Linked DNA regions of Mus musculus: region 2 is linked to region 1. A link is a contact called in public Hi-C data. All regions are on one chromosome and are shown on one strand. The core of a region is the stretch at or near the end of the contact, and the rest is flanking DNA. Distances in the headings are between cores, read along the strand shown. Region 1 has its middle 38 kb from the start of Cdca7l. Region 2 has its middle 62 kb from the start of Gm31626.

Evidence for each region. Hi-C and Micro-C count contacts between places; a contact is called where the count stands out from the background.
Region 2: a Hi-C map of cortical neurons shows a contact between it and region 1, with 4 times the contacts expected there. The contact joins two enhancer-like sites. A contact is called at or near these places in 2 of 484 Hi-C or Micro-C datasets (both in cortical neurons) and 1 of 9 other capture datasets (embryonic tail).

What each region holds. Positions count from the first base shown.
Region 1 is chr12:117,803,174-117,807,983 of GRCm38.p6, forward strand. No RefSeq gene overlaps it. Among named protein-coding and RNA genes, the nearest start is that of Cdca7l, 38 kb to the right of the region's middle. Within about 2 kb of position 2,883, at least 30 of the 459 cell types and tissues checked have an H3K27ac peak or open chromatin away from gene starts, as enhancers often do. A contact at or near this core is called in cortical neurons, where this site is marked.
Region 2 is chr12:118,721,379-118,726,188 of GRCm38.p6, forward strand. No RefSeq gene overlaps it. Among named protein-coding and RNA genes, the nearest start is that of Gm31626, 62 kb to the left of the region's middle. Within about 2 kb of position 2,168, at least 1 of the 459 cell types and tissues checked has an H3K27ac peak or open chromatin away from gene starts, as enhancers often do. A contact at or near this core is called in cortical neurons, where this site is marked.

The DNA.
Region 1 (4,810 bases), core at 1,633-4,132:
CAGCGCTCGATATATGGTACAGTTTCACCCATAGCCAGGATTCATGGGTCCAGGAATCAAGGGGTGGAAAACGGAATAGTTCCACTTACTATCACTCCTAGTGACCCTCTAGGAAAATTTTTGCTTCCTGTCCCCATAACTCTAGGTTCTGCTGGCTTAGAAGTTTTGGCTCCAGAGAGGGGAGTGCTCCTACCAGGAGCTACAACAAACATTTCATTGAACTGGAAGCTCAGACTTCCCCCTGGTCATTTTGGGCTTCTAATGCCCTTAAACCAACAGGCTAAAAAAGGAATAACAGTGTTAGGAGGGGTGATAGATCCAGATTACCATGGGGAAATTGGATTACCTCTTCACAATGGTGGTAAGCAAGATTATGTCTGGAGTGCAGGAGATCCCTTAGGGCGTCTCTTAGTACTACCATGTCCTGTGATTAAAGTCAATGGGAAACTACAACAGCCTAATCCAAGCAGGATGACAAAGGACGCAGACCCATCAGGAATGAAGGTATGGGTCAATCCTCCAGGAAAAGAGCCAAGACCTGCTGAGGTGCTGGCTGAAGGTGAAGGAAATACAGAATGGGTAGTAGAGGAAGGTAGTTATAAATACCAATTAAGGCCACGTAACCAGTTGCAGAAACGAGGATTATAAAGTAATATGAATGCCCATTGTAAATTTACTAATGCGTTTGTGATTGTACGAGGGATAGTTATATCATGTTAGGCGTATTTACAACCTTGTTATTGTTTCATGTGAACATGAGATATTATTTGTGTCAAGTTGACAAGGGGTGGATTGTAGTGGCTATTCCTGGTTGTCAACTTGACAATATTTGGAATGAACTACAATTCGGAATTGGAAGGCTCACCAGTGACCCTTATCTGGAGGCTTGGAGATCCTTATCTGGATCTTGGTTTGAAGATCTTGAGCCATAGTGGCTATGGATTCCAGAAGATTGAATCTCCGAGTTAAGGAACACACCTTTAATCTGGGCTATGCCTTTCATCTGGGATTAAAGGTGTGGTGGAACACACCTTTAATCTGGGCTACACCTTTTGCTGGAGACAATATAAGGACATTGGAAGAAGGGAGTCTAGCTCTTGCTCTTGCTCCTGCTCCTTCGCCTGCTTGCTGCGTGAGACTGAGTAACTGCTAGATCCTTGGACTTCCATTCACAGCTGTGACTGAACGATTGTTGGGAATTGAGCTGCCGACTGTAAGTCATCAATAAATTCCTTTATTATCTAGAGACTATCCATAAGTTCTGTGACTCTAGAGAACCCTGACTAATACATCCACCTATGATCACAGATCTGTAACAGGAACTTGAGTCAAGGCATTCAAGCCATTTCACAAAAAGATTCCAGTCTAAAACACTAAAAAGCAACTTTACAACATTCAGATTTGCCTAACCTGAAGGGGCATTCTCCCTTCTACTTGTGGAGCAGGTTCAGTATCCATTATCTTCATGCTGGTGGAATTTTGGATTTGGGGAACCCTGCTTAAGTACAAGGAGAGATTTTGTGAATGGAGTCTAATATGAAACTCATCTATGTCTTATATACATCTTATATGCACAGCCTAAAGATACTTTTCCTTTTTTTCGATCTCTCATGACGAGATTAATGTAGACCTTTCTACATCTGGTGTCATGTTAGTGATGAAACCATTTCAGATGTGAGAGTAGGGTCAAGTTTGGAGTTCAGGTCAGGGGTGCATATTATGGGTAATTGAGTGTGTCCAGTGTGTCAGGGAACAGAGGGAGGCTGCAGGTGCTAGTTTATTCTCTCTCCCTCTCCCTCTCCCTCTCCCTCTCCCTCTCCCTCTCCCTCTCCCTCTCCCTCTCCCTCTCCCTCTCCCTCTCCCTCTCCCTCTCCCTCTCCCTCCCCCCCCCCTCTCTGTGTGTGTGTGTGTGTGTGTATCTGGGAGGCCAGAATGCAAATCCAGTGCTGGGTTGCAGTGCTGGCCTCCTGGGTACCTTCCGGCCTTGATGCTGCTCAAAATGTGCAGCAAATGCACAGCATACAGGTCCAGTTAAGCCACTACTCAGGCCCTCATCTGGGAACTTTCATCAGCAGCCAACAAGCTCCAGATGAGTACATATGAAGCCAGAACTGGGGTGCCTGGGGAAGGGAAAACTACGCACCGGCTACAGACTCCATTTTTCTCTCTGTTGGCAGAAAGGAGCTGATGTCAGTCACATGGCGCAGCCTGTCCATTAAGAACATAGTTTAGATCCATCAGGCATGATGGGGGAGAAACAGTGAGCAAAGCTCAATGGGAGTCCAGTCCCTAGAAGAAACAGCTTCTCCTTGTGCTGGCATCCGTAGCCCAAGGTCTACTGGTCAGACAGTGGAAGAGAAAAGACAGGGATAGCAAAGAGGTTTGAGTCAGCTCATCTTGTTTTCTTCTTTCTGGGGCTAACTTACTGCGTTTTAAGTTCTAGCACAAGCCCAATCCCTATTAGCTTCTAGTTTGCCCTGTTCTCAGCACAGCGGATGAATCAAAAGGGGATCTGCTGTGAAAATAATGGCTGTGGAGTTGCTGTTGCTGGGATTTGCATCACCAGCTTCCTAGCAATCCATCTGACATCAGTGACGTCTTTGGGACTCCAAATTTAGAACATTTATTTAGGAACTTAACTTCAGTCTCTTAACAGCTCCCTCCTGATGATGCATGCTGGATGTTTTGGTTTGCTAATCCAACAGTCATTTCTGAGATCCATACAAATGAAAAACCATACCAATAAGACACGAAACCCTTAATTACTCTAATGTATGTCCCAAGGCTCTCCCCCCCAGCTCCTCCCTCCCCCCCCAGACATCCTTAACTTCTCTGGGCACCATCCAGGAGACTGAAGCATCCAGCACGTCATCGCTGTTCCCTTCCACAGGCTGCGGGGAAATTTGTTTTACAAGGCTGGTTTTAACGGAGCTACCTGCTGTGCACCACATTGCTACTGTTTGTGAAGTGAATGATGGGAAAGGCAAGTCTGTGATTTCATTTGTTCAGACCGATTACTCACGCGTTGCACACGGTATCATTTGCTTGTCACTTAATGACTGACCAGCCTGCCTGAATCATTAGTGCCTTAGTGTAGTGAAAGGAAGACCTCCGTATAATGAGGAGCTGAAGGAAGTGGAGTGCTGTTTTACCTAAAAGAAATGGTGCGCAGAGATCCAGCACAGCTGCAGGTGTTCCGATGACAATGTGGGAAGCAGTTAGCTTCCAATTTAGCAGAAAATTAAGAGCGAAAAAACTGTTATTTGTGAGAGAAGATACTCATGGCAAGCAATCATCCTCGCTCCGCATCCACAAGACGAGCATTCAGCTGTCTTTGTCGTGACTTAAAACAATTGGTATCTTGGGCTGCATTCAACACCAGATTGGAGCTTATTATCTGCAGTTTATTCTTTCTTGGGATATTTTGTGTTCCCCCTTCCCCCATTTTATGGTTAATTTGCTTGCTTGAATGTAAAGCATTTAAGCTGAAAAATCTGGATCATGGCTGATCATTGTGCCAGGGCTCTGGACTGTATGATACAAGATAATTGGCAATTTTCAAATTCATAATCCATTCTGTTCCCCCTCACCTCCCCCACCCACTTTGTCCCTTCTGGTAGCTTCTCATCTGCCATCTTTGGTGTAATCTCTGAAAGGTCCATGGAGGAGGGATCAGGGCAAATAAATTCCTTTAGTCAAGCCCCCACACTCCTCAGACTCACCTTTGGGAAACGTGAATTGTCCTGCGTGCTCCATCCTGTGGCCCATGTCCCTCCAGGAAAGCACTCACCAGCTGTCACCACACTGAAAAAACTATTTCCCCATAAAAAGGGCTTTATCCCATTTGCAGCCAACATGCTGAGTCATGTTGGTGGGATAATAAAGATTTTCTTTTTTAACTTAATTTAAGGTTTTGGTATGGAGCAGTCAAGAGAGCCCTGATATTCTATAAACCACCAAACAGTTCCCCACTTGCTAAAGTAGCATGCTCTGCCCCCACTGCCCTTGCTTTGGGATGGTCAGCACAGGAGCCAACTGCATCCATGCCCACTGGTGTGGTTTCTTATTTTTAACGAGGTCTAGAGAGTGTGAGCTGTGTGGTTCCTTCCAGTGTCATCAGAGCTCAGTCACTCTTCCTAAGCAGTAGAGCCTCCCTCAGCTTTCTTTGGAAATGAAGTGACGTCTCCTATTTCTCAGGCAAACTCGGGATGGTGGTAATTTTCTGTGTTCAGTTTTCGATGGAGCTCATGTGGGTGATAACCGCCACATGTACGGCCGACTCTGGAGCTGTAAAGTATGCAGCTTTTGCCTCAGCTCAACAGTAGAGGTTGAGTTTCTCTAAGTAAATGGTGTATTTCTTTATTCTTCCAAACAGTTTGATCTCTTAAAATCAGAAGGAGAATGTCTTTGTCACTTTTCTTCTGTCTGATTGCTCATAAGGTATTAACCCCACTGCTCAGCTATTTCTATGAATACACCAGTCAAAACTGCAATACATCCTGTTTCTCTGCTTTGCACACATTTTCCACTTCAACCGTGTGCCATTTTTCATGCACATTCGTATGAACTCGGAGAAGGAAACCCGAAAGCAAGAATAGAGAGTGCAGCTGTGGTGACCAGTGAAGGACACTGCGTGAGAGTGCAGCTGCGGGCTGGGAAACCGGCTATCCATCATGCTCATGCTCACCATCCAATCAGGAGGCTTCAAGTTGCATCTTCAGCACCCAGAGAAAAATATCCAGATGCTGTGGTGCGTTTCTGTCTTCCTAATGCTGGAGGAAGGCTGGGGGGAGGGGAGCGGTGCGGGGGG
Region 2 (4,810 bases), core at 918-3,417, 920 kb after region 1:
ATCTACAAAGAGTCCTCTTTCTATTCTGTGTGGATTGTTTCATCTTTGGGCATAAGGATAGTGTAACATTTTGACCCTCACCACCAGTTTTGCTTTTCCTGAATCCACATGCTTTAATTCACACACCAATGAAGAAATGACAGAATCAGGTTTGAAGTGATGGGAGGTAGCATGTTCACAGTCACAAGAAACAGTTTTATTATGAGATTGTTGGTGAAGAGTCCACTATGGAAGATGAACTCCTTCCCATGTTCACTACCCAACATGAACTGCTTTTGTTCCTTTGGCAGAGAACTGTTTGAGAACTCAGGGTCTCTTTAACTATGGGACCTAAGAGATTGTGTTGACATGTGATTCCAGGCTCTTTCCTCAGATGACCTCTCCTGGCAGTGAGTGTCATGCAGTCAGGAGTTTCAGTCCCCAACACTTTTATCAATATTTATTATTATTTAATATTATTAACTCCAAGGAAAAGTTGTATCAAGTGTCTCTTTCTCAGGTTCATTCAAAGAACACCTGTAAGCAGCATTCAATTAAGATAAGTCTCTAGAGTAGTCATCCACACTACCCACTGAAAGCCATTCCCAGACAATGAGGATACTGACCAGAAAACTGAGGTCCAATATGAGCCATGCTTGCCTTCTGGGAAGAAGTTCATTGCAACTGAACTGTTGTCTTGAAGCATTCCCATTTTCAACAATATGAAGCTTCCAGGGGGAACGAGTTCCTCCTTGTTTTTAGATAGCCTATGTGCACTTGCCCTCTGAAGGAATGTGTCTATCTGTTGCCTGCAGTGGAAGACTCAGAGAGTAAAGTCACCACAGGAAAGGTGTGACCTTCAGCTACTATCTCCAGCACGACAGGGGTGAGTCTTTGGAAGTTTGGCACCAGCAGGCTCAAGGTAAATTATAGGCTTGGAATAGCAATAAGGAATTTGCCATATCACCAATAAAATGCCAATAAAGTTTATAAAATTGCTTCCAGAGAAGCAAACATTGAGAAGAATTCTCTCTCTCTTTCTCCTTCCTTCCCTCCCTCCCTCCCTCCCTCCCTCCCTCCCTCCCTCCCTCCCTCTCTTTGTGTGTGTGTGAGTGTGTGTGTGTGTGTGTGTGTGTGTGTGTGTGTTGACTCAGGATGTTTAAGGGAGTGATATACAAGAGGATAGGCAGAACCCTCTCATTAATTTTGGTAAATATAATGACCTGTGGGATTTTTTTTTTCTCAGCTGCTGATTGGTACCACCGAAAACAATTATTACTGGTTAATTTCGCTGCTGGCATAGTACATAGTAAATATTTTTGTTCTATCACTCTTTATTAACTGCAGAAAAGACCCTTTCGATTTTATTAATCAAATTTGTCAAAGCCACACACAGCTACTATATAACTCTAAAGCATATGGTGTCTGAACCATCAATGCAATTTCAATGCCCAGTTACTTTGGAGTAGGGTTGACTCCAAAGATAAAAATGTAGTGGAATCCAGAACTCAGACTTGGAGTTAAATGAGAAAGTTACCAAAGAGGAAATTTCAGAGTCTGTATTAGTTTGGGTTGACATCTATACTCAATCTAATAACTATCTAATTCAATGTAAGAATGTGGGTAAAAAATTGAATAGATCATTACAAAGCTACTAAATTAGACTTACTCCACTGTCTGCCCACCCACGCCCAGTAGCCACTTTGAAGGTTACTATTTATTCAAATAAATGTTTTCATTTTTTTTTCCAGACAGGGTTTCTCTGTATAGCCCTGGATATCCTGGAACTCACTTTGTAGACCAGGCTGGCCTCGAACTCAGAAATCCACCTGCCTCTGCCTCCCGAGTACTGGGATTAAAGGCATGTACAACCACACCTGGCTTAATGTTTTCAATTTTTAAAGAATCTCAAGAAAACAATGAGATGAAAGTGTTTTTTTAGTGAACATTTAAAGTATGAAAATAAGATTTATCTGAGTGTCAGCTGTGAAGTTCCTTGGGTTAAATAACATTGAATGGAGTTTTACCCTGCTTTTTATTTATTATGTGGCTATAGGGAAATCACCTCATCTCTATGCCTATATTTTGTCTTTTCTAAAGTGAAGACAGAAATCTTACAGGAATCTGGGCTGAGCGCATGGATAGCCTTGAATTAGAAATGGAACATATCAGATGTTTAAATAGAGAGCATGGGCTGTAGCCATGCTGGCTATTTTAGCTGTGAGTGATGACAGTTGGGAAGCCGACTCTGGTAAGCATCCAAAAGTCAGGTTTGTTGGTTTGTTTCTTTCTGGTTTTCAAATGTTTGCAGTGTATCCAGAGCTAAAAATGGGAAATAGTTACTAGCTTTGAGTGAGATAACCTGGACTGAAACATTTGAACTGTGCTATAAAATTGAAGATACATTTAACATAATCAACAAGAAAAAAAGCTTCCTAGAGGGTACTTTTCACATTACAACTTAATTTTTGGGGGGTGATTATAGTCACCACATAAGACCTTTTCCCATCTATCATCTATCACGTATTGACTATGTGTTCCCATACATCTATCTGCCTTAAAAATGCTATCTATGGCTGTCCTAATTTGTATAAGCAGAGTCTGGTGTTCACACAATGATAAAAATCAACTATCAATGTAATCTCAGAATGTGCCCTATTGTTATCAATGCATGGCTATGCTACAAAACAGTTTTGAAGCTGGGAATATTTGAATTCCAAAGGCTTGGCATGTGCTTGGCAAATGGGGCTTAGAACTTCTCTCAAATCTATAGAATTAAGCTGATTCCAGTTCTTGTGATGTTTCCTGTATTGACAGTTCTGATAGCCTAGGACCTAATACAGAAGGCCTGGGATAGTAATCGTGAAAGGAGCAGGAGCTCAGAACTCATGGTCCAGGCTGCCCAAGTAGGAATTCAGTGCAAATTTAGATCCAGATCAAGCTGGATCAAGTGTCTGTCAGAGATCATGGATCTGGTAATGCCATTGAGAGGAGGAAGGATCTGCTTCTGTGAATGGTGAACTTTTATAAGCACATTTCTTTAAAACCAATCTCTTGTGGTCCCCATAGCCTACAATAGCTTCTCTAGGCAAGATGACTATTGTTTCTCATGACTCACTGGAATGTAGTCAGAGTGGATTCATTTCCCTGAAGGTCTGTGACTACTTGTGAATCCCTGAGACAGTGCTACACAATATCGACACACCAAACATACATTGAGTCCCCGATATGGACATTGCCTGTGGGGGACATATTCACAATCCGTAGTCTCCATCTCTAGTGAGCAAACAGAACAGAGTAAGAGACCAGGACACCCTATTGTAATTGAATATGTAAATAGAAGCATGGAAATTATAGGTGCCTTAAAAAAAATGAAGGTGTCAAGGTTGATGAGTAGATATTTGTGGTGCCTGTGAATCCGTAGTCCAGAGTACAGTGTTTCAATAAACATTGCCCTTTCCTTCAAGCAAGGCTGATAAGGACATCAAAGAGCTGATGCTTGAGACCATACTTATACATTTCCCTAGTTCTGTTTTAGATGGGTGGGGAAAACATTTTTACAATGTAAAAGAACAAAGAAGGAAGGAAAAAAAAATGAAAGAAGGGCAGGGGAAACTCAGCCTCCTCAGGGCCAGCAAACTCAAGTCTAGTTGCTATTGGAGACTATTCAGCATTTAAAGTGGGAGCCTGTCTGGTTTTAGACTCCTTGGTGCTGTGAATAAGAGAATTTCCTCAGTTAGAACTACACATAGCCTTTCACAGCATGCCCTCCATTTCTGGATGTTAGCATGCATTGTAATTCTCCTTCAGGTATGCTTAAGACAAGATGACCTTATACTCTTGAAAGGACAAGATGAAGTCAGAATGGTTAAATTTTCATTCCCATTGAGGCCCCAATTGCACTCTAATGGGACCCAATGATGTCATCTTTATGACCTTAGTGTTCCAGGCTGAACTTGAACACAGCCCAGGCTACCCAGCTCTTGAATATAAGGCAGTTATGGGCAAATGGGGATGTCACCCGCTAGAGGATGCTTCAGACTCTATGTTTCAATTCACAGTAGAGTTCAAACAGGAAGTTACAGTCTGTGCCTGTTTGTACATTAGCGAAAGTTTGTGTTTGTATTAGAAATCTTTGTATACACTGAGCTAATAAACCTGATACCATCACATCTTGTCCTGTGTGGAAGGCTATAGTCACTTTTCTGTTGTGAAAGTTCCACTTACATAATACTCAGTCCTTTCTCTACCTGTCCAGTGCTCTAATACCTAACCATACATCATCGTGTCCACAACTACCCCACAGTGGCTCTCATTGCACCTGGGATCTATTGCTATTTGAAGCACGTGCAACAAAGGCCAAATCTTCCTAAGCTTTGGCTGCTTTGTAGTCGCCACAGAATGGTGACTTTAGGTTTCGAAGAGTCTTTCCAAGGGAGGCCTTGGGACAAAGATTATCAAATGTCACAGACCAAGCCTGTCTAACAGCCACCTTGCCATGGGAGCTACTTTATCTCCTGGCTCCTAAGTTTGGTGGGAATAAAAATATTGCACAGATGGGCTTATAACTGACCGTAGCCTGCCCCATTGTATGCCCAACCATCTCTAATTACAGCAACACATGAAAGGAAGAGATTTGAAAGGGCAGGTGACGGGAGAGGAGAGGAACCTGTTTGACTTAAACAGCACAGGATCCCTCACCATCAGGCCTGATGTACATCAGCCTGACAGCTAATTAGGGTAGACATGAATTTTTCCAATGTAACAGATGTTCGCTAATCAGGCCAGATTTGGAACCCTTGCGCCAGCAACATTTCATGCACAATTTAAC